7 separate regions of the Mus musculus genome follow, and all the other regions are linked to region 1. A link is a contact called in public promoter capture Hi-C data. All regions are on one chromosome and are shown on one strand. Each heading gives the region's core, a stretch centred on a gene start, on an enhancer-like site or on the middle of the called end of the contact. The rest is flanking DNA. Distances are from core to core; before and after follow the strand shown.

Region 1 (2,926 bases), core at 292-2,791:
CCCAAAAATGTGTAATGTGGTAATTTAGTGAAAAGTTTTGTTTTTCACTAGACATCCCTTCAAACCTTAACTTGGGAATGAATTTTGTTGCTATGTGCAGACATCAATACAAGCAAATTGAGGTAAAACAATGGTTTTTCTTAGTTGTCAGCACCTGCAATCCCAGCACTGAAGAAGCTGAAGAGGAAGGATCCCAGGTTCGAGGCCAGCCACAGTAAATTCAAGAGCAGCCTAGGCAACAAGGTGAAACCATTTATCTAAAAACAACAAAATGATCTTGTGAGGGCTTAGGGAAGCTTCGCACGGACTCCTGACTCTGAAGTGGAAGCTTGCTTTTTTACTTATGTTGTTGTTTTGAGGAAGCCTGCCTGCAATCCTAATTCAGTTGGTATCTCAGGTGTACACCACCATCTGACACCCAACAGAAATATAAAAATGCCCTAGGTGTACTGAAAAGAAACTATACGACAAAACTGTATTTCGCTTTACAAGTACACTATCTTCTTTAGAGAAGACTATACAAAGGGTCTCTTAACTAAATCTTCACACGCAGTAAAGCCATCCTTGTAGATAAGATTCTAGATTCTATTACCTAAGAAATAGGACGCCAAAGTGTTCAAGCATCATAATCAAGAAATGTTTGCCAGGTTTTCACTTTCAGGTTAAAAAACAAAACTGCTGTCACCTCAACAACGGGACCAGACAAACCTTGCCACCATTACAAAACCCAAGCGCCAAAGGTGCAGAATATGAAGCTCATCGCTCTACTGGGCCAGAATTGAGTGTCCAAGGAGGAGGGAAAACAAAAAACAAAAATAATATCAAAACCGGGAATGCAACGCGGGTCTCCTCCGCGGATCGAAGCGGGGAGACGCGCGGTAGGCCCTTCCGGTCCGAGTTGCCGTCACCGATAGGCCGGGCGATGGGCCGAGCTTCCACCCGAGCCCGAGGATTCTCGGCCTACACGAGCCGGCGCCCTGACGCCGGCGTCGGCCTTTGCGGCGCCTCGGACTATGCACCGTGGTTTGCAACAGAAGCCCGGGACGCCACCGAGTGTCCTGGAGGAGCTGCGCGGAACGCCGAACCTAAGCAGGCCGACCGAGGACGCGGCAACGGCAGAGGAGGCCGTGGCCGCCCCTCCCCCACCGGGCCGCCCGCCCCAACCGCCGCGGCGACGCGAGCAGCCTTCTCCGCGCCAGGCCCAACCGCCGGGCCAGCCGAGGCCAAGCGAGGCGGCCTCCAGGAGCTCCGCCCGGCCTGCCCTCCACCACGACCGCGAGAAGCCGCCCGGGGCCCGTTACTCCGCGCGCCGCCACCGGTCAGGACGCGCCGCCCTCGGGCTGGAGCGACCAACGACAGCGGGAGACCGCGGAGCAGAGACTTACTCAGGGGTCGGGTGCTCGGGATCGTAGAAATCCCCCATCTTCGGTGGCGGCTGCTGCGACGGCAGCGGCTTCATGAGGAGCGGCTGGAGGCGGCGACGCTAGCCCCCTCCCCGCGGCAGGCCGATGCGGGGGAGGGGACCGGAGGGGAGGCGGCCGCTGGTCCGATCGCGGCGGCGGCAGGGGCGGCCGGCGTCGCTGGCTGGCTGGCTGGCCCGCCCGCCCGCTCTCTCGCTCTCTCGCTCGCTCCCTCCCTCCCTCCCTCCCTCCAGCAACCGCCCGCCCGCCGCTCTCACCCTCACACACTCACTCCCGAAGCGACGCGCACCCCGCCCGCCCTGCAGCCTTGCAGGCCCAGCCCCTTAAAGAGACACGCACAGGGCAGCCCACCGGCCGCCAGTCGGCGCGCCAGCACCACCGACCCTGGCAGGGGCGGGGTACAACCCGCCGGCCAGGCCAGGCCTAGCCTGCGGCCTCCCGGAACAATAAGTCCCGGGGCCGAGTGTTGGAGGCGGGTCCCGGAGCTGGAGGGGAGCCACCGCTGCCCCTCCCTGGACAGCGTCCGTCCCGGGAACAGCCCAAGGCCGTCAGGACACCCGCCTTCATCCTTCGAAGCCCTGGGAGAGCCTGGCCTCCGGGCACTGAGGTAGCGCAGCTGCCGCCCTCGCCCGCTTGCTCCTTTATTCGGTCTCTCTCGCCCCTTCAACTGGCTCTCGGCCGCGCACCGAAAACCAAGCTAAGCAGGGGCTGCTTCTCAGCCTGGGCTTCTCGGACACGCCCTCCGCCCGCCAGCCTCCCGCAGCCCCCACCACCGTGTTCCCACCGAAACCACCTCACCGCGGTATTCTGCCCTCGCCCTAAAAGTCAGAGAGGCTATGTTTGTTAGACCTGGGGGGGGGGGGTGGTCCTGAGGAAAAGGTTATTAATTAGTCTTACTAAAAAAAAAAAAAAAAGTTAGATTAAACTAGAAACTTTTTATTTCTGGATTAGCAGGATTTCGTGAAACTATTAGCTAATTTACACCTCGCTGAATTTATAGCAGTTGCTTATCATGAAAGTGGCAGATTAGATAGTTGAGATCTTTTGTGGAATTTTCTTTGATTAGCCACTAATTTTTTAATTGGAATCACCAATAAATTGAAATGTGATCTAACAGAATCCTTCACTAGCTAACTTGGCCGTATTGTTTAGACAAACATCTTCTGTAGTTAAGACTTACCCTGAACACTTGAATGCTTCATCCTGCCTACAACCTCTTGGGTGCTGGGATTCTAGGTTTTTTGTTTTGTTTTTCAAGACAGGGTTTTTCCTGTGGCCTAGAACTCAAATCCATCTGCCTCTGCCTCCCATGTGCTGGGGTTAAAGGCGTGTGCCACCACTGCCCAGCCTAAAATGTATTTTTAAAATTGTTTTTATAGGAATGGTATGTGTTGAGCCACACACATGCGCACGTGGAGATCAGAGGATAACAGTGAGTCCATTTTTGTCTCCCATGTGGGTCCTGTAACTTACATCATAAGGCTAGGCAGAAAGTGCCTTTACTC
Region 2 (3,353 bases), core at 460-2,959, 2.1 Mb after region 1:
TTCTTTCCTGGTGTTCTAAATATCTAGACTCAGTCCCAGGAATATAAGCAAATACCTCAGTCCTCAAAGAACCCAGTCCGGAAGTGAAGACACAGCTGCCATTAAAGGTTCTTAGAAGCAGATGGTGCTCTCCAAGCCAGCTTCTAATAGGTTAGGGAAGGACTCCTGGAAGCAGTAACATCTACCTATCTGTCTGCGTGCCAACCAAAAAAGGAGCAGGTACAAATGGAGCAAAAAGGGTAGCAACTCCTGCAGAGGCTATCAAGTAAAGAAGAGTACGGACCATATGGATGAAGGCCAGGCTGTAGCTGAGGAAGACAGACTAAGGCCTTTGAACATAGGCCCAAAGACCCAGACTTACACCACCTGATGTCCACCCCACCACTGTTCATCCAACTGCCAACGTTCCAGTGCAGGGGGTGGCTCATCTCCTTACCAGAGTCTATAGACAGGATACTCAGTGACCTGATTCCTAGCTCTAGTCTTGGAGTTCAAACCCAATATAAGACACAGACCCGCCCAAAAAAAAAAGACAGTTGCAAACATCTCTAAGGCAAGCAAGAGACCAGGCAACGAGACCAAGGAGTTCAAGGTTTGACGACAAAGGACAGGGAAAGATTCCAACTAGGAAGGTAGGCCAAGCCGTAGCGCTTAAAAGGCAACAGACCTTAGATGTTAGTGGTCCCAACAGATGCAGCTGTCTGGGACCACTCAAATCGTCCTATGCTTCCTTAAGGAAGCCATGGCTGTCACTCAGAAGTTACACCCAGCACTCCAACGCAGCATCTGAGGGCTTCCCGAGTCAAAAGGTAAATTCCCCAGCTGCACCGGAGCGTTAAAAGATCAGCTGGGATGAGACAGGTCCCTGGAGTCTAGGAGCCCGTCTGTGCCGCCGCTCTGCACAGCTCTAATGAAGCAGACACACAGTCCTCAGACTCCCCGGAGAAAGTGCCCTGGGGCTCTTTGTTTGGAAACATTCTTGGATCCTCAGGTGTCTGAGGCACTTCCCCTCCCCAGAGGATGCTCTTCAAGTACAATCCAAGTTAATGCTTTCATTTATTTATTTATTTATTTATTTATGTTTTGAATGGGTGGGCTATGAACTGTAGGACAGAGGGGGACGACCTACCTCCCACCCCAAACCTCCGGCGCTCATATTACGGGGCGGGGACCAAGGGGCTCTTTGCCTAGGTCATTCTGAGCCCATGGGAGGGAGGGTGCTTCTTGGCTCTCAAGAAGCTTTGTAAACAGAGGCTGCAGCCAGGCTGACTTTTGCCTTCACACATTCCTTTGGGGCCAGCACAGGAAGTTGACAGAAGACTGGGGGCGGGCATACTAATCGGGCGGACTGGGATCAGGGGCAGATCGGGGCCCTCAGGCGGGGAGACCGAGGCCCCGGGGCCTGAACGGCGACGGGGAGTCGGGGTTACGGCGGCGGCGAAATGTGTAAGGTGGGCAGTGGTCGCCCGACAGGATCCTCAGAACCCCCAGGGTGGGGTCCTGGGTAGGGGTGGGGTGTCTCGGCCAAGCCCTGGGAAAATGAGGATCCCGGAAGGGCCGGCCACCCAGTCCCTTCGCCCTGCCGCCCTGTGGCCTCATGGGCAGCCACTCCGCACCACCGCTAGGCCCGCGGCTCCAACCTACCGGCGCCGCCGCGGGGACCCAGGACGCACCTCTGCGCCGCCTCCGCCGCTCCAACATGGCCGCCTGCTGCGCGCCGGAAGTACACCGTGCTTCCGCTTCCGGGATCTAGCCCGCCTGGTGACCCTTGACCCCTAGAACTCTCCCCTCCCCCCCCAAGTCTGGGGGCGGAGCAGGTTGAGTACTTCGGAGGGCTGCCTGGAGGGGGTGGCCTCGGAGGTGACAAGTCCAAACCTATCTGATCCAGTATGGGAGCCTGTGCACATAGAAGGCAAAAGTCACAGGATCCCAGTCAGGATTGGACTAAGGACCACTTTTCTAAAATGTCCTGGTAATATAGGAGTCAAAGTGACTCCTGGCAAGCTCTATGCTATTCTACACCCCAGGACCTTACTCTTTCTCTGGCACCTGATCAGAAGAGAGTGTGCCTGACAGGGATTATCTCAGGAAAGTCCCCTTGTTTCACCACACAAGTACTTCCTGAAAGAGTAGCAGGCGCTCCTCTCCTGAGAATGGGCTTAACCCTGGCACACTGCATGAAAAGCTGGTATATACATGTAGGCACAAGTAATACACAGCAGCCTGGGGCTGTAGATGGCCAGTCTGTAAGTCACAGTACATCAATGTGGGCCTGAATATACTTGCTCAGGTATGTATACACAGTGGAGTGCCAAGATCTGGCTCAGCCAAAGCACCTCGAATGGCACAAAGTAACACTTTTCAGTCGTTACAGTGCCCAGAATCCGTTGGCTCTGTTGGCAAAGAGATTGCAAACTCAGTCCTACCTATGTCCTGTAGACAACACAAGATGGTTAGTTACAGAGCCCTCTCCTCAGCAGTATTTGAGGACACAGGTTAAAACTAACTCTAGGAATCTGAGACCTCAGATGAACAGTCAGCATATTTTCCAAACCTTGTCCTTTTTGGAGACAGTGTATCCCTACATAGCCCTGGATTCCTGGGATCAAAGGTGGCATGTGCTGCCATGCCTGGCTTCACAGCTTTAAGGAAAGGACCCCCTTGTCAGATGCTTCCTAGTCCAGTTTAGGAGGCATCAGGAAAGCTTTGGTTTCATGGATGAGGGAGTGAAGGCATCTGGACCTGTCTAAGAGTTTGGGGTAGGTAGACAAGGGTGTTTGAAGTGCTTCATGTGGGAGCTGGATACTAGCCTTCTTCCTCTTTTGTACGACTGAAAGATCCTTAGCTGTTCTGTGTTTCCCAGCCTATGTAGAGGGATCTGTCATCTTTAAAGATAAGTATCAACCACCCATCAATACCCAAGGCCTCACTTGATGCCTGTTTACTTCTCAGAGCTTTGGCACCGACAGGAGACTCCTGACAGTTTCTGGGTAGCCAAGTACCCAAGAGGAACCACAAAATCTGCGGGCAGTCTGGGGTCAGTACCTCCAGTCATTTCTCTTGGTAGAGAAAAAGGGCCTTATGGACCTACACCAGGATGAGCCATAACTATGCAAACAGAAGCCACTTCTGCCAAGAGGCAGAGCTTGGTGCCTTCCAGGCATAGTAGCAGGCCAGATGTGCTCTAGCAGGCCAAATGTGCCCTAGAAGGAGATTCCTCTCTTGCATTATCAAACCCAGAGGTCAGAGCAAAATGGAGGACAAGAAGGCTGGGTCCATTCTCTCTCTGTTCCTTCTCTCTATGGCTACTGAGGGAACGGTGAAAGTGAGGGAACCTAGCTATCAAAGGGGGA
Region 3 (3,010 bases), core at 314-2,813, 2.2 Mb after region 1:
TCTGAAGGTCCTGAGTTCAAATCCCAGCAACCACATGGTGGCTCACAACCATCTGTAATGAGATCTGACGCCCTCTTCTGGTGTGTCTGAAGACAGCTACCATGTACTTACATATAACAATAAATAAATCTTTAAAAAAAAAAAAAAGAATAATAGTAGGGCCGGGCAGTGGTGGCCCACGCCTTTAATCCCAGCACTTGGGAGGCAAAGGCAGGCAGATTTCTGAGTTTGAGGCCAGCCTGGTCTACAGAGTGAGTTCCAGGACAGCCAGGGCTACACAGAGAAACCCTGTCTCGAAAAACAAAAAGCAACAGCAAAAAAGAAGAATAGTAGGATCCTGCACTGGAGGGGTTTGGGGAGCCTAGAGTACCAACTGCCATAGCAGTAGTTTCCATCTCGATGCACACCAGCATCACCTATGGAACTTAAACAAAACAAAACAAAACACACAAAAGCACAGATATCAGGACTAGAGAGATGGCTCAGCAATGAAGAGTACTTGGTGCTCTTGCAGAGGACCAGGTTTGGTTCCCAGCACCTACACGGCACCTCACAGCTGTTCATAACTCCAGTTCCAGAGGATTCAGAACCTTTTTCTGGCCTCTACTAGTACCAGCCATGCACAAGGTATATATGCAGACATGCAAAAACAACACTCATAGATTTAAAATAAAGCTTTTTTAAAATAAAAATATTAAATAAGTAAATAAAAATATAGATGTCAAAGATCCACCTCAAACACACTGACTCAGATTTTCCAGGGTCGGATCAATTAACTAGGTTTCCCCAGATTGTTGGGAAGCAACATCTTGCGAGAGAATGACATATTGTAATACAAAGCACATAGAGCCAAGAGGGTGGGTAAGGGAAGGATGCTATGCCATTAGAGGTAGCCTTTGTCCTGTGTTGAGGTCATGCAACGCCCTGTCACTGTCAGTTGAAATGGAAGAACAACTAGGGATTGGAAACAAGTCACCAGGAGGACCTAGATGAAGGCTAGGTTGCACCTGACCTGTGGCAGGGGCCACTGGAATGGTACGTTTGCATCATTGTTTGACGATTGCAGCTACGGCCGAAATCAAATATCCTCTCACTTGTACTGAGATTCAAATTGTAGTTCCAGTGATATCCTGGGCACTGGGAAGAGATGCTGAAGAGGATAGGACGGGAAACTCTAGTCTATTTAATAAAGCTTATTAATAAAGACTGTAAATGCTTCTGAATAGGCCCAATTCGCAAAAGCAAGAGACACTGTAGAAGCTGTGTAAATGCCTAGGAAACGCCCAAGTTACTAGGTATTCCCCGCCCAGAAGCCTTGATCGCTTATATGGGGGGTTGCTCACCTCGAAAGGCGCGATGTTGGGAAAAGTGACATCGACGACCAGCACGCCAGGCCGACCTTGAGAGGTCCTCATGTCGCCCACTTGCAGGGCTACAGTGCTTTTCACATGACAGGGCACCAACACACGGGACATGATTTGGGAGATTACAACCAAGCAAAATCACCGCTCACAGTCTCCATCCAACCACTAGCTCTTATTGGCGTCCCTTATCAACCAAAAGAACTACAACTCCCAGGCCACATAACGTTTGTAACAGTTCAGCCAATCACCGATGATCAGGGCGGGTCAAGAGTCGGAAATGTCAACGGAAGTTCTTCTTCAACCAATCATCCTCGCGTCTGTAAGTCCCTCCCGGGCTGCTCCGGGCAACCGTCGAGCCGTTCTTTATCCAAAGGATCCAGAATGCTTTGGGCTGTCTTATCCCTCACTTAAATTCTGCTACTTTATTAGGTTAAGATGTATAAAACAATCAGGCGTTTAGTGTCACTCGCTTTCAATCCCGGCACTTGGGAGGCAAAGGCAGGCAGGTCTCCGAGTTCGAAGCCAGTCTGGTCTACAGAGAGTTCCAGGACAGCCAAGGATGTTACACAAAGGAATTATTTCTCCATAGCATCCACAAGATCCATCTGGGTACAACCCGAGGTATATGGCAACTTAAGGGATATGGCACCTTTTCCTGACCTCGGAACTATGGTATTTTTAAAACTACAAACCAGATCAGGTATATTGGTGCAAGCCTTTAATCCCAACATTGAGGAGGCAGAGTCAGAAGCAGGTGAATCACTGAGAGTTTAAAACCAATCTGATTTACAAAGAGAGTTCCAAGCCAGTCCTGTCTCAAAAACAAACAAACAAACAAACAAAGTGGGGTCACAAGGTATTGATTCACTCCTGTAATCCCACCAAAATTGTAAAATTTAGTTAAGAAATAAAATGCCAGGCATTGGTGACACTTTAGTTAACCCAGCACTTGGAAGGTAGAAGCAGAATCGGTAAGATCAGAGGTTCAAGGCTAATCTCATGAATGTAGTAGGTTTCAGGTTAGCTTGGGCTATGTGAGGCCCTAGCTAAAAAAAAAAAAAAAAAAAAAAAAAAAAAAAAGCAAAACAGTCAATAAATTGATTGACCGGAGAAGAGGCAAATACTTGGTTTGGGATTTGTTTATTTTTTGAGACAAGATCTCACTACAGATGTAGATGAAGCAAACCTCAAATTCAGAGAGATCCATCTGCCTCCATAATTCTGGGATTAAAGGTATGTGTTATCATGCCAACCTACCAAGTTTTCCTTTTACATTTTATATTGAGGCATTTGGGAACATTAAAGAATCTGAGGTGTATGGTCAGGAATTTCAGTCCATGCAGCAGGAGAGATGGCTTAGCAGTTAAAAGCCCCTGCTACTTTTCCAGAGAATGAAGTTTAGTTCCCAAAACTCCCATCAGGCTCCAATGAATGCCTGTAACTTAAATGCTCTCTTCTGGCCTCTAGGGAAATTTGAACTTATGTGTACATACCCCTACACAGCCCCTTGTGCATTGCGTACACATAGCTTAAAATTAAACCTAGCAGTGGTGGTACACACTTTAATCCCAGCACTCAGGAGGCCGAGGTAGGTAGATCTCTCTGAGTTTTGAGGTCAGCCTGGTCTACAGAGCAAGTTTCAGGAC
Region 4 (2,927 bases), core at 258-2,757, 2.9 Mb after region 1:
CCTCGGTCTAGCAGGTAAAGACATGTAACTGGCAATAGCTCTGCTCCAGGCCACGGCACTCACTAGGCTACCAACTCTGGGAGCAGCAGAGGCCCAGGTCCCTGTGGGTGTGCTGGGCACTCTGTGTTTCAAATATATTGTTTTCTGAGCTTCCTTTGGTCCACTCAGGGCCACCAACTTTAGGTATAGACACGATGGTGCCTCTGAGCCTTGGAAGACCAGAAGAAGCTCTTGACCGGGTGTCTGAAAAAGTAAACATAGGGACTCTCAAAGTGTCAGTAGGGCAGGAACAGAGAGACGGCCTGTGAGCTCTCTCCAGGGCTGAAGACTGGCCTTAAATAGGGCAGCTACTATGGTAGGCACCCTGGACAGGTTCTGACCCAGTAGGAGTCCTTACACCTTAGGGACCACTAACATTACTTGCTTGTAAAAAAACGTTCAGCCCACACGTTGATTTCTGTTCACCTCTTCTCTTACTATCCTACTTGTCAAAACTGCCCGGACGGTCTCATCTGCCGCACTGTATTGTGGTCCCTTTGGCTGCTGGGCCCTTGCGCCAGATTCTTTACCGTCTCAGAAGCTCCCCTCACAGGGCCTGCCATAATTCTAAGACCACTCTCGGTAAGTATATGCTTTCAGTACTAGTTCTTGTGGAACTGTCACCACCCTATTAAATGCCCCGAGACCCAAGCCACATTAAAGTGGCTGTCAGGTCAAAAATATGCTGGGCAGGCACTCTTTTTCAGCAGTTGTTTGTTTAATGCAACAGGTCATGCTTCTGGTTGAGTCTGATAAGAAGTCTCCAGGCTGCTTCGGTCTCTCTGGATGTCCTCCCGGTCTCTAGTCCAATTGACAGGGCCCCAATTCTCTACCTTTCCAATCACACTTCCCCGTTTTACAGAACAGACAAGGTCTCTCTGCTAATTTCCTTGTGCAGCCTACCAAATGCACTACTAGTATTTGGCAAAAGGGTTGGCTTCACGCTCTTTCTGGTGTGGTTTTCTACCCCAGTAGCGATGGGAAAACCTAGGTCCTTAATGCTGGTCAAGTCATCGTTGCGGCGCGGGATTTCGAAAAACAGCTGGCAATGTGCTCAAGTGAGGCGCACACGTGGCCAATGCCAGCTGGGGCACGTGCGAGCCTTAGCAGAGTTCTGGGAGGTCACGCTGGGCTGATCTGGGAAGATTCATCAACTCAGGTCCCTCAATGACATCGAAGGGGAATCACGGAACACCCCCGCTCACTACTGAACAAGTCTACTGGAGCCCCCGGACTCACCTCCTCCACGGCGCTGACCGCCCTTGCGGAGCGCATTGCCCTTCCGAGCACGAGGCATTCCTGGAACCGAGAATTGGGAACACGGGAATGGGGCGCGGGGTCAGGGACCCGGAGGGCGGGGACTCCAAACCAGCGAAACGCTGGCCCGTGTGCTGAGCTGAGACTGGCGAGGACGACAGGAGCCACACGCCGCGCGCGCCACCATCTTCGTGAGGCGCCCCGCCCTGTCAAATGGGTCGCTGGGAAGGTGAGTTCCCGGCCACCAAGTTCAGATCCACATACACGCGGCCGAAACTACTATCCCCAGGCATCAGCGTACACAGATTAGCACCGCCCAAGTTGTGCGCAGTGCACGACGGGAGTAGTAGTCCATTCCGGAGACACATAAGCCGACGCCGCTCTAGCTAAACTATGTACCCACAATGCCCTGCGTACCCACTTCGCCCCTCCTTCCCCTACCCCCGCCCGCGCGGTTCATAGTTAACTCAGTAGTTTCCTTTCTCACTAGAAGCGTCTGCAGGGCCTGATAACGAAGCACCTGCTTGGAGGCGCCAGGTTTGGCCCTAGATAGAATGGTGAGGACAAACTTCAAGTAATGAAAGAGTGACTTTATGGATAAAAATACAGATAATAGCTTAGCGTTTAACAGACCTTAGCTTAATTTTTTTTGGGGGGGATGTGTGTTGGGAGGCATGTAGGGGTTGTCTGAACCTAGATTTTACTTCTCTATAGATACGCTGGGGTATAGGAACAAAGTCCTAGGCTAGTCACCTTAAATGCCTGGAACTGACCCGGAAGCTTCTTTTTTTTTTTTTTTTTTTTTTCTGAGACAGGGTTTCTCTGTATAGCCCTGGCTGTCCTGGAACTCACTTTGTAGATCAGGCTGGCCTCGAACTCAGAAATCGGCCTGCCTCTGCCTCCCGAGTGCTGGGATTAAAGGCGTGCGCCACCATGCCCGGCTCCTCAGGAATTTCTATGGAAGTTGTATTGGTGGAAGTGGGATATGTACTTGGGAAAGTCCCATAAGCTAAACAAAGCATAAAGGGGAATTCCTCTAGGACTGGGAAAATGACAGCAGGGTCAAGTAGCAAAGGCAGGGACTCCTGACTCTATGTTGGGCTCAGGGTTTAGGCTCCAGGCAGGTAGGGCCAGCCCAACCCGAATAACAATGGCATCTGAAGGAATTCCAAGCTCCAAGACTGTCATCTGGCTGCAGATGTAGAAAGGCTTCCATTTGTCCTGGGTCTTTCCGGGCACATCGACCATGGCCATGACATCGCTGGTGACTGCAAGCCATGGCAGCCTTGGTCACATTGATCACATAGGGGCCTAAAGTGCCCACTAAGTAGTCATGGAGACGCCAGCACTTTTCCTACACAGAGAAAAGATAGGTCAAAGCTCCTTTTCTATGACTTGGCATGGCTTCTCCCCTATCTTGGGGCTCCAGCATGTGCACGATGAGGGGCAACGCTCACCTCAGAGCTAGAGAAGCTCAGGTCCCCCCAGAGTACCACTCCAGCTGTTCCCAGTGCGGCACTCACTCCAATAGTCTGCATCAGGTCGTCCTGCAGGCAGAGAACTGTTAAGCCCAAGCTTGACTGGCCAGATCCATCAGGGCCCAACTTTACCACGACACCATTTGGTTTACT
Region 5 (2,911 bases), core at 14-2,513, 2.0 Mb after region 1:
ATGATGCACTTCCAAGTAACTCCCTGCCCCAGATCCAACTCACCCATTAGCAGCCCCATGTTGAAACGGTACCGTTCCGCTAGGAGCTGCAACTGATGCTTATTTATGGTGGACTCCACCTGCAGAAAGCCAAGCCATATGGTTCATGAACACCTCTTCAGAAGCAGTCAGGAGACCAACAGCCACTCTCACTGTGGGTCTGTGGAGAAAAGCTACACCACTCCTTTGCAGGGGCAGAAGAACTAGGAGGAGATATCTGATGCCTGGAGGAGAGGACTTACAGCTTCCTCAATCTGCTCCGGTGTCACCACCACACCGACGCCACACTCCTGCTCGAAGTCCTTGGTATCAATGGGATCCTGGGGATGACTCCGAACATATTCAAGAGCAGCTGAAAACGGAGGGGCAATTAACTAGACAAGTCAGCTCCAAGAAGTGGGTAGATAGGGCCTTAGTACAGTGAAGAGGTAACTATTTCGGTTACTTAGATGCCTAAGAGGTTAGGCCCTGGCACCACTGAAGAGAAGCACTGAGACCAGAGAAAAGAGAAGCCATGTGTTCTGAAGCAGGCTTCTCATTGTGGTAACTCTGCAATCCACACCAGAGGTCTCTACCTCCATGCCTCAGTGCCTGTCCAGAACCTGCTGTCCAAAAAGCAACACTTGACAGAAAAAGCAAACTCGAGTCTTTGCTAAAGAAGAGATTGAAGGTGGACTAGTAAAACAGACGGGACTCACCGCTCAGCTGGAGTCCCGTGTGAATCTTCTTATTGGCTATATAGCTCACAAGGAAAGAACGACGCCGAGTATCCCTGAGTCGGGAGACCAAGTCATATAGGAGGACCCCAGTAGCCTTGTCGATGGTAGAACCCAGAATCTGGTGTGCCTGGAGTCAGGGGGCCGGGGGAAAAAAGATCCATTCCCAGTGAGTTAGGATGAATCACTTTAAAGTGTCTTCCTCTTCCCACAAGGCAAGAGCAGGACACCCGGAGCAAATCAAGATCTGGACCCAGTCCCACGTTGCTCTGGAGCACAGCAAGCAGCTAAGGCCAGGGAACAGGGCTCGCACCTGGGTCGCCGCCTCGCGCAGCTGAGTGCTCAGAGCCTCGTTCTTGAGCGTCTCGCGGGCCTTGTTCTCGCTAAGGCCAAGGCCGGTGAACAGCGCTAGCGAATCTGGAGTAGCCATAGCAGGCACACCGGAAACCAAAAGAAACTTTGGGCCTCATCTGAACAGCGACCTTTGCTCATTGACCAATAGGAGTACGAAGCCTTGAAGAGAACCAATGGTGGCCTTCCTCGGTGAAAGGGGCGGGGCCAGCCAGGTAGTCAACGCCATTTATGAGTCAGAGAGCGAGCGGACTGGCTTTTCCAGGCAGTTAGCTTCCGCCTTCCCGGTTCTAGGCAGTTGACAGGGTTGGGTCCGTGCGACTTTAAAAAAATTGCCATGGGCGTGGAAAGGGAAAGTGTTTAGCAACAAAGCTGCAGGTAGACTCAGGCGTGGCCTCTCCCCCCTCAGCCCAAGGAACCCGACACTATCCTCTTGTCGGAGAGCAAAAGTTCCGGCCGCGTTTTTCAACGTCACAGCTTTGGGGTTGTCATGGCAACATAAATGAATTCCCTGAATTTCCTGGTCCACATCACTGCAGAAAATATATAGAATGACCTACCTAGGGACCACATAAACCTGGTACTTTTTAAGTGCGTACTGGGACACAGCAAGGAGAAGCGAAAGAAAGGCCAGAAGGGACTTCATAGGAAGGTCTATGATTTCTTTAAAATCTTATGCAAACAAGGTGCATCAACATGCCACAGGAAGCACTGATTGGACCAACTGGGTACCCAAGACAAACCTGTTGAGGTTTCTTGGGCGAGTAAGAGGCAGGTGTTCTGGAGTGGGAGAGACTTGGTATACTCCTTTAATTCCAGAGACAGAAACAGGGGAATTCTCTGCAAGTTCAAGGCCATCTGGGTCACATAGTGAGACTATGTCTCGAAAAATAAGAAAACAAAAAGATGCATTGTTCACATATATGAAATTGTCAAGGAGTAGATAAAAAATATCCTGGGAGCTTGGAGAGATGGCTCAGCATTTAAGAAGAGCACTCCGGCAGGGCGGTGATGGCTCACTCCTTTAATCCCAGCACTCAGGAGGCAGAGGCCTGAGTTCGAGGCCAGCCTGGACTAAAAAGTGAGTTCCAGGACAGCCAGGGCTATACAGAGAAACCGTGTCTCAAAAAAACAAAGAAGAGCACTCGTAGGCGGATCTCTGAGTTTCAGGTCAGCCTGGTCTACAGAGTGAGTTCCAGGACAGCCAGGACTACACAGAGAAACCCTGTCTTGTAACAACCAAAATAAATAAATAAAGAAGAAGAAGAGCACTGCCTATTCTTCCAGAGAACCTGGGTTCAATTCCTAGCACCCACAAAGTGGTTAAAATATATGTATTGTCTGTTGCAGGGGATCCAGTGCCCTCCTCAGGTCTCCACAAACAGGGTTCTAGGTCCTTAGATCACACATAGTGGCAGGAGAGAACTGACTCAGAATATTGCACACACACACAGTTTTATATTTCTAAATTGAATTAATAGCACTTTGTGGTCTTGGAAAACATCAGGGTTTAGTTCCCAGCATCCACATGATGGCTCTCAACAAACTCTAACTCCAGTTCCAGGAGATCTAATGCCCTCTTTTGGCCCCCTGTGGCACCATACATGTGATTGATACTCATATAAATACAAATACCCATACAATAAGATAATATGGCATGCGTGTTGGCATAGGCCTTTAATCCCTGTGCTCAGGCTAAGGTAGTCAACCTCTGTGAGTTCATGGGCAGCCTGCTCCCCCTAATAAGAACTGTAAAGTCTAGTGCCACTCTTAGCCATTTCAGAGCTGCCAAATATCACACACAC
Region 6 (3,075 bases), core at 307-2,806, 2.7 Mb after region 1:
TCCAAACAAAATCATGGTCAGGTCTGTCACTGCAATACCCCAGTCTCTGGTACCAACTTCTGTCTTAGGTTTTTACTGTTGTGAACAGACACCATGACCAAAGCAAGTCTTAGAAATTACAACATTTAATTGGGGCTGGTTTACAGGTTTAGAGGTTCAGTTCATTATCCTCAAGGCAGGAACATGGCATCCAGGAAGACATGACTTAGGAGGAGCTGAGAGTTCTACATCTTTACCTGAAAGCTGCTAGCAGAATACTGACTTCCAGGCAGCTAGGATAAGAATCTTATTGCCTACACCCACAGTGACACACCTACTCCAACAGGGTCACAACTTCTAATAGTGCCACTCCCTGAGCTGAGCATATGCAAACCATCACACAGGGGTTCCTTTTTGTAGCCCAGACTGTACTAGAACTCACTCTGTAGAACAGGCTTGCCTTGAACTCAAAGGTACATCTGTTTCTGCCTCTGGAGTGGAGGGATTAAAGTATTGCACCATCACTTCCTGTCTCCATGCCCAGCTTTTTCCAGTGGGCATTTATGGCAGCAGCATTTATTGATATTTTATTTGTCACATATGTACAGTCCCCTCAGAGGCTAGAAAAGAGCATTGGATCTCTTTGAACTGAAGGAACAGAGGATTGTGAACCGCCACGTAGTTTTTGGGAATTGAACCTCTGGAGAGCAACCAGTGTTTTTAACTGATGAACTGTTTCTCCAAGTGTCTTTCTTTGACCTTGAAGAATCGAATTAGGCTACAATATCATATATCGCCAGGGCATACACACAAGGCACCAGGTGGCTGGGATAAGCAAACCCCTCACAATATAGACAATCTACCTGAGAACTTGGGAGTCAGGTAGATCATTAGCTGGAAGATTCTGGAAGAGGTTGCGTATCAACAGTTACTTTGCTTTCTTTCCGTTAGAATTACGATGTGCAGTTTTTGTGGCGAGTCACGCGTGTCTACATTTATTGCCTAGAGCTAGCGGGACCTGTAGAAACAAGTTTTATTATTTTTTTTTAATGGGTTGAGCTACTGAACCTTTTTACACGGATGATTTCCGCCTGGAGTGTTTGACCAGAAGTCTGTCGGAAGGTAAAAAAGGACGAGTCTTTGGGTCCTAATACTTCAACTCAAGCAGTACTTTTGCATTTATTCTCTGGACTTAGGTAGAAGGGGTCTTATTTATGTAGCCGAAAAGCCAGCAGCCCTTTGCCGTAACGGAATAAGACCGGAAAGATCTCCTCCCATTTTCTGCACCCGAACTGACAATCTCTCTCTTTCCCAAGGGGCAAGGCAGGACCGTCCCCCAGCACCTGGCAGGGTGTGTCACTAGGCTGTCTAAGCCACCCGGACCCCTTGCACACTTGCGAGGAAAACACCAGAGAAGCAGTGACAGCACTGAAGCCAAACCATAACTCCCGGCAGGCCCTGCGGAGAAGCGTGCCTTCTAATTGGGCAGTGGCTAACAGCGTGCCTTTCCATTGGGCAGCAGCTCCACCAGCCGTCAAAGCCGCTGCGCGCAGGGCACGGCGGGAGAGGAGGCCGCGGGATTTGCGGCCGTACTTCATCTCCCGGCGGGCCCAGCGCTGAAGGCGGTGGCGCGACGCCTTTGTGGAAGCCGGAGCCCACCGGGAGGAAGTTCCGGTCTCCGGGACGCTGGGTCCGTGGCGGCCTCTGAGGAGGAGGAGAAGCGGGCCGCGGCGGCTACGCTGCTTTGGTAAGGGCCCAGGCTAGGAGAGAGGGCGTGCCCGAGCTTCTGGGACGGGGTCAGCGGGCCTGGCGGCTCTGGAAATCGCGGGCCCGCGCGGCCTAGCAGCCGTGGCTTCGAAGACACGGGGCGGCCGCGGCCTCGCTCGCTTGCGAAAACAGTCGTGTGTCGCGGGAGGCGCCGCTCGCGGCAGGAACGCCCCGGAACGGTCGCGGGCCCGGGGCGGGGCCCGAGGCGGCTGTAGAATTACCGGTCCCAGCGCGGAGCGGCCAGCTGTGGGGCGAGGGACCCGCGCGTGGCAGCGGTTCTGGCGCTCAGCTCTGTGGTGCTGCAGGAGAGATTTCTTTCTCTTTCCCCTTGTGTTTGTGATCTTGTCCTGAGAGACATCACTAGATACGGAACTCTTGTGCCCTGCAAGTAACCTTGGCCGCCCACCCAGACACCCAACCAGGAAGGTGCGAGAGTTCAGAACCTGGCCCACGGGCCCGTAGAACCGGGAGGTGGGCGAGGGTGACTGGTGGGTTCTGTACCGGTTGGGCGAATGTAGGAGGAGAGTGATGTTCCCACATATTCGTGCTTTAGATTCCTTTTGGCGTTGTTAATAATGTGCTTTTCTTTTAACTTTATAATTGACGTTGAGCTAATGAATTCAAGTGTGGGGTTGCGTTTCTTAATTAAAAACAAAAGGCCTTATTTGTAGAGCACATATACTTGAGGTAGTTTGTATATTTTCTCCTCCCCCTCACCCCCACCCTAGGCATTCTTATTAATTTCAGACTAATTGGATATAAGTTAAGGAGTAGGTTTTTTTTTTTTTCTTTTTTATCCGCTTGATCACCCAGGTCATTTTCTGAACTCTGGATTGTGCCTTAGGATTGTTAGTTTTCAACTTCCTGTTGACTAAATATGTCACAGTTAACATTACTAAGCTTGTGAGAATCAAAGGGGAAAGTGTCAACAGCTAATGACAATGTGGAAAGTAACTTAGCACTAAAATACTAACTTGAGGAAACATAGTGGTTGAATCTACTGCCAGGCTTAGTGGAGTTTAATCCTGAAGTTTAGGAGGATGAGGCAGGAGGATGTCAGGTTTGAAGCGCCCTAAGCTGCATTGAGACCCTAAAAACTTTGAGTCTGAATTTTATTTAGCTCCTTAACTAGTAGTACACTTATATAAATGCTTATCTGCTTATAAAATCTATAGGATTATCTATAGTGTATGTGGTCTATAAGGCAGGTTAGGTAGGACTCAGTTCTCAACCAGCAGAACACCCTTGCTGCTCATTGAATCCAGGGCGCAAGTTATCTACCACTAGGACCAGCCTTCTTTACAGAATTTTCTTATCAGGCTTGAGTTT
Region 7 (3,252 bases), core at 84-2,583, 2.1 Mb after region 1:
AGGACTTCAGTCCAGCCTAGGTTACGGAGAGCTCTGCTTAGTCATGATCACTGCTGAGCATCTCAGACACATGGGAAAGACTAGGAAAGCCAGACCATGATCAGACCAGGGAGGACAGCCACCTCTGACAGGCAGGTTAAAATACCACGAGACCCAGAGAGACTGTATCTGACTTAGCCTAGGAATGGGGCACAAGAGAGCATGTGCAGAGGTGTTCAACTATGGAAGCCATGCAGGACGTGACCATGCTTCACACATAGAGCACAACACAGGAGCTCAGGGAAGCTTCGTTGTAGAGCTAGGACTCTGTTAGGGGGTACTGAGAAGCAAAGCAAAATCAGGCGGGTTCGCTGACGCGCAGGCACCTTGAACGTCATAATGAGGTGGGTGAAATGAAACTCAGCTTCCAGGTCCAGTTGGATGGTGACCATTGGAACCCCTGCAGCAGGAATAGGGGGTCAAGGTTCTGCGGTTACTGGTTACAAGCCCTAGTCATCCTGATGACCTACTCAGGGGCTCACCGTTCTCCGATTGCCACCAGGCTGTCCGGCGTTGTGGCGCAAAGCTGGTGACTACATTCTGGATCCGATGACTATTTGGGTTGTCTCGAGCAGAGAAGGGACGTCGGGAGTCACACAGGAAACACTTCTTTTCGTCCTGGATTGGGTGGAGTGTAGGATAGGTACCTTAGCTGGGGCCGACCCCACCCTGACCCAGCCCTCTCCTCTGGGGCCCCAGAAGCACCTGCAGGTGACTGACAATACAGTAGGGTTGAGGGCTATGCAAGCCACACGTGGATGAGGCCGTCAGTCTGTCCGCACGGCCCACCAACAGGTCACCGGTGGCTGGATAGCAGCTTCCTCGAGAACAGCCAGGTACATCCAAGGACGGGGCCTGGGCCAATGTGGCAGCCAGCACTGAGGACAGTGGGTCAATCAGCTCAGCAGGACTCCTGGTGACTAGCCCCATCCCTTGGGCCCCTGGGAACAGCCTGCCACCCCTGGACCTACCATCACATCCCACAACCTTAGGCCTCACCAGGCCCCCTCACCACTTAGAAGTAGGCCCAAGCGAAGTTCCCATGGCAAAGGCTGTCCCTGCCTGCCCCTCCCTGGTTCTCCTGAGGCCCACTCCATCCTGAAGAAAAGTAAAATAGAGATAAAGAGAGATAAAGAGTCCACAGACGAAAGCCCACCACCTCCCTTGGGGCTGATGCTGACCCGACCGTGTGGGTACTGGGCTGGTGTCCCTCCAGGCCCTCAATCTGTCCAGGGTCGGACCTAGCAGTCACTCCTCCACAATCTGAGAGACTCTGACGACTTTGAGTAAAGTTGGAAAGCAAGGGAAGGAAGTAAAACACGGAGTGGATCTAAAATAGGATTATAACTGAGGATAGCACCCCACCCCCTACCATACCCCTGCCCGCTGCAGACAACCCTCATCCTAAGAACCAGACTTTGGTTACTTCATCCACTTTCTTTTTAAGCTGAAGTTTATTTAGCAGATGTGTACTTAGCAAAGAAGCAGCTTAGTTCGAGGAACTAAAAGGGAGCATCCAAAAAGAAATTAGAGTAGGCTGCTCAAAGACAGAGCATCCTGGTCCACATATCTTCATCGGATCCCTTAAGTCCCGATGTGAACCAGGGGTTGCTGGCAAGCATGGCATTCAGGGGACAGGAAGAGGGCTCGTGGAGTTGGCGGGTGGCAGAGGTAAATCGAGAGGTTTGTGATCTTTGTGTATCAGGAAGGCAGATGGAAGGAGCTTATGGCCTTTGTCCTGGTGTCACTATGGAAACCACAAATCAGCCGCGGGGCTCCCAGGGTTACAGCATCAGTCGGGAGATGGATGGGAAAGGTGCAAGCTAGAATTCTATTGTACCTGTGGAAAGGTTTAGGACGCCCCAAAGGATAGACTAGGACTGAGCTCTCGGAGATACTGGAAAGGCCACGCACTACTGCCTGAAACAGAACTCCGAGGAACTCGACCGTCCATAAGCACTCCAGCAAATGGGTTGCGAGAAAGGTTGCCTGTTTCCTGATTAAAATGGGCTGTGGCTACTCAGTTACCCAGAGGATGGGTTCTGGGTGACAGACTCTGGACCACCAGCAACAAGTGAATCCGAATCTTGTGACTATTTATCCACGCCGGACTTTCCAGTCGCCTGGCAGCCCGGGAGCGGAGGGTTGGAATGCGCGCACCCACTAGGCGCGCGCCCCACCCAGACCCCTGGGACTTCAGGCGGGAAGAGGGTGGGTTCAGGTCCGTACGGCTTGCTTTGAGTGCCACCGCTATGAACAGACTGCTGGAGATCAAGCAAAGATTACTGGAAGCTGCAGGCGCCTGTGGGAAAGCTGAAAGTTCAGAGGAAACTTTCCGCCTCACAAAGGAGGATGGGGGCGGGGCAGTCAATCCGCTGATTTTCCCTGTCACTAGAGTAGACTCTCCTGTCACCTAGAGGAGTCCTGTGAGCAATCTAGGGAAGCTCTGGTATGCTAGAGGTGATAGGTCAGAATTTTAGATCACTCGATAAAGGGGCAGGATGGGGCTAAGGGCATTAGAGGGAGTTACATGATAGTTCTAGTCTCAAGGTTAGACGGCCAATGAGGGACATCATAGAGTCATATTTATTTATTTATTTATTTAGAGACAGGGTTATTTATTTATTTATTTATTTATTTATTTCGAGACAGGGTTTCTTTGTATAGCCCTGGCTGTCCTGGAACTCACTTTGTAGACCAGGCTGGCCTTGAACTCAGAAATCTGCCTGCCTCTGCCTCCCCAGTGTTGGGATTAAAGGCGTGCGCCACCATGCCCAGCTGTCCGTTTTGTTTTTTATTTCTGAGACAGAATCTCCTGTTTCTAGGGCTAACCTTGAACTCACCCCTCCTGGTTCTTCTTTAGTAAGAGATGTGTGTGCCCCGACATGTGCATGATATTCAGGGGATGAAGGCTTGGGATTCATGGATGCCAGGCACACTGTAGCACTTGAGCTGCGTGCCCAGGCAACTGTGAAACACTCGCCAGCTTACTAGCGTTCCCCTGGAAAGTCTGTTCAGCCCTGTGAGTACGCCTCAATAGCATCAAGACCACCCACCTCTGCCTTCCACTCTGAACAGACATACATACACAAGTCAACATGTAGCCACAAAGACACACTGGATGATCCGAATGGCTATTTGCAGGGCAGCCATATCCCAGAGCCTTAGTGCATAAAACAATGTTTTCCAGACCTGGATGTCTGTGAAGCTTGC

The links. Promoter capture Hi-C pulls out the DNA fragments that hold promoters and counts their contacts.
Region 2: a promoter capture Hi-C map of pre-B cells shows a contact between it and region 1, with 3 times the contacts expected there. The contact joins the promoter of Ccdc71 here to the promoter of Setd2 in region 1. A contact is called at or near these places in 3 of 39 promoter capture datasets (liver and pre-B cells) and 1 of 115 datasets of contacts at active chromatin or transcription factors (astrocytes).
Region 3: a contact with region 1 is called in a promoter capture Hi-C map of liver, with 2.2 times the contacts expected there. The contact joins the promoter of Nicn1 here to the promoter of Setd2 in region 1. A contact is called at or near these places in 5 of 39 promoter capture datasets (the C10 cell line, liver, neutrophils and 1 more).
Region 4: a contact with region 1 is called in a promoter capture Hi-C map of pre-B cells, with 4 times the contacts expected there. The contact joins the promoter of Ifrd2 here to the promoter of Setd2 in region 1. A contact is called at or near these places in 3 of 39 promoter capture datasets (cranial neural crest, liver and pre-B cells).
Region 5: a promoter capture Hi-C map of neutrophils shows a contact between it and region 1, with 3 times the contacts expected there. The contact joins the promoter of Qars here to the promoter of Setd2 in region 1. A contact is called at or near these places in 3 of 39 promoter capture datasets (liver, neutrophils and pre-B cells), 1 of 115 datasets of contacts at active chromatin or transcription factors (large pre-B cells) and 1 of 9 other capture datasets (liver).
Region 6: a contact with region 1 is called in a promoter capture Hi-C map of pre-B cells, with 8 times the contacts expected there. The contact joins the promoter of Rbm6 here to the promoter of Setd2 in region 1. A contact is called at or near these places in 2 of 39 promoter capture datasets (liver and pre-B cells).
Region 7: a contact with region 1 is called in a promoter capture Hi-C map of cranial neural crest. The contact joins the promoter of Lamb2 here to the promoter of Setd2 in region 1. A contact is called at or near these places in 2 of 39 promoter capture datasets (cranial neural crest and pre-B cells).

The regions. Positions count from the first base shown.
Region 1 is chr9:110,531,212-110,534,137 of GRCm38.p6, reverse strand. It overlaps Setd2 (SET domain containing 2), which reads right to left and starts at 1,541. Exons shown (of 21, transcript NM_001081340.2): 1 at 1,386-1,541. The coding sequence starts at 1,459.
Region 2 is chr9:108,458,909-108,462,261 of GRCm38.p6, reverse strand. It overlaps Ccdc71 (coiled-coil domain containing 71), which reads right to left and starts at 1,709. Exons shown (of 2, transcript NM_133744.5): 1 at 1,645-1,709. Gm51295 (predicted gene, 51295) reads right to left here and starts at 3,168; the gene lies at 3,102-3,168. It also overlaps a transcript of Klhdc8b not described here.
Region 3 is chr9:108,288,996-108,292,005 of GRCm38.p6, reverse strand. It overlaps Nicn1 (nicolin 1), which reads right to left and starts at 1,563. Exons shown (of 6, transcript NM_025449.4): 1 at 1,344-1,563. The coding sequence starts at 1,475.
Region 4 is chr9:107,586,298-107,589,224 of GRCm38.p6, reverse strand. Ifrd2 (interferon-related developmental regulator 2) reads right to left here and starts at 1,507. Exons shown (of 12, transcript NM_025903.2): 1 at 1,279-1,507. The coding sequence starts at 1,336. Hyal3 (hyaluronoglucosaminidase 3) reads right to left here. Exons shown (of 4, transcript NM_178020.3): 3 at 2,754-2,843; 4 at 1,866-2,650. The coding sequence ends at 2,399.
Region 5 is chr9:108,506,357-108,509,267 of GRCm38.p6, reverse strand. It overlaps Qars (glutaminyl-tRNA synthetase), which reads right to left and starts at 1,263. Exons shown (of 24, transcript NM_133794.2): 1 at 1,069-1,263; 2 at 738-885; 3 at 282-391; 4 at 44-119. The coding sequence starts at 1,185.
Region 6 is chr9:107,871,300-107,874,374 of GRCm38.p6, reverse strand. Rbm6 (RNA binding motif protein 6) reads left to right here and starts at 1,556. Exons shown (of 21, transcript NM_011251.3): 1 at 1,556-1,726.
Region 7 is chr9:108,477,943-108,481,194 of GRCm38.p6, reverse strand. It overlaps Lamb2 (laminin, beta 2), which reads right to left and starts at 1,333. Exons shown (of 33, transcript NM_008483.3): 1 at 1,221-1,333; 2 at 1,052-1,137; 3 at 745-917; 4 at 522-657; 5 at 366-439. The coding sequence starts at 1,136.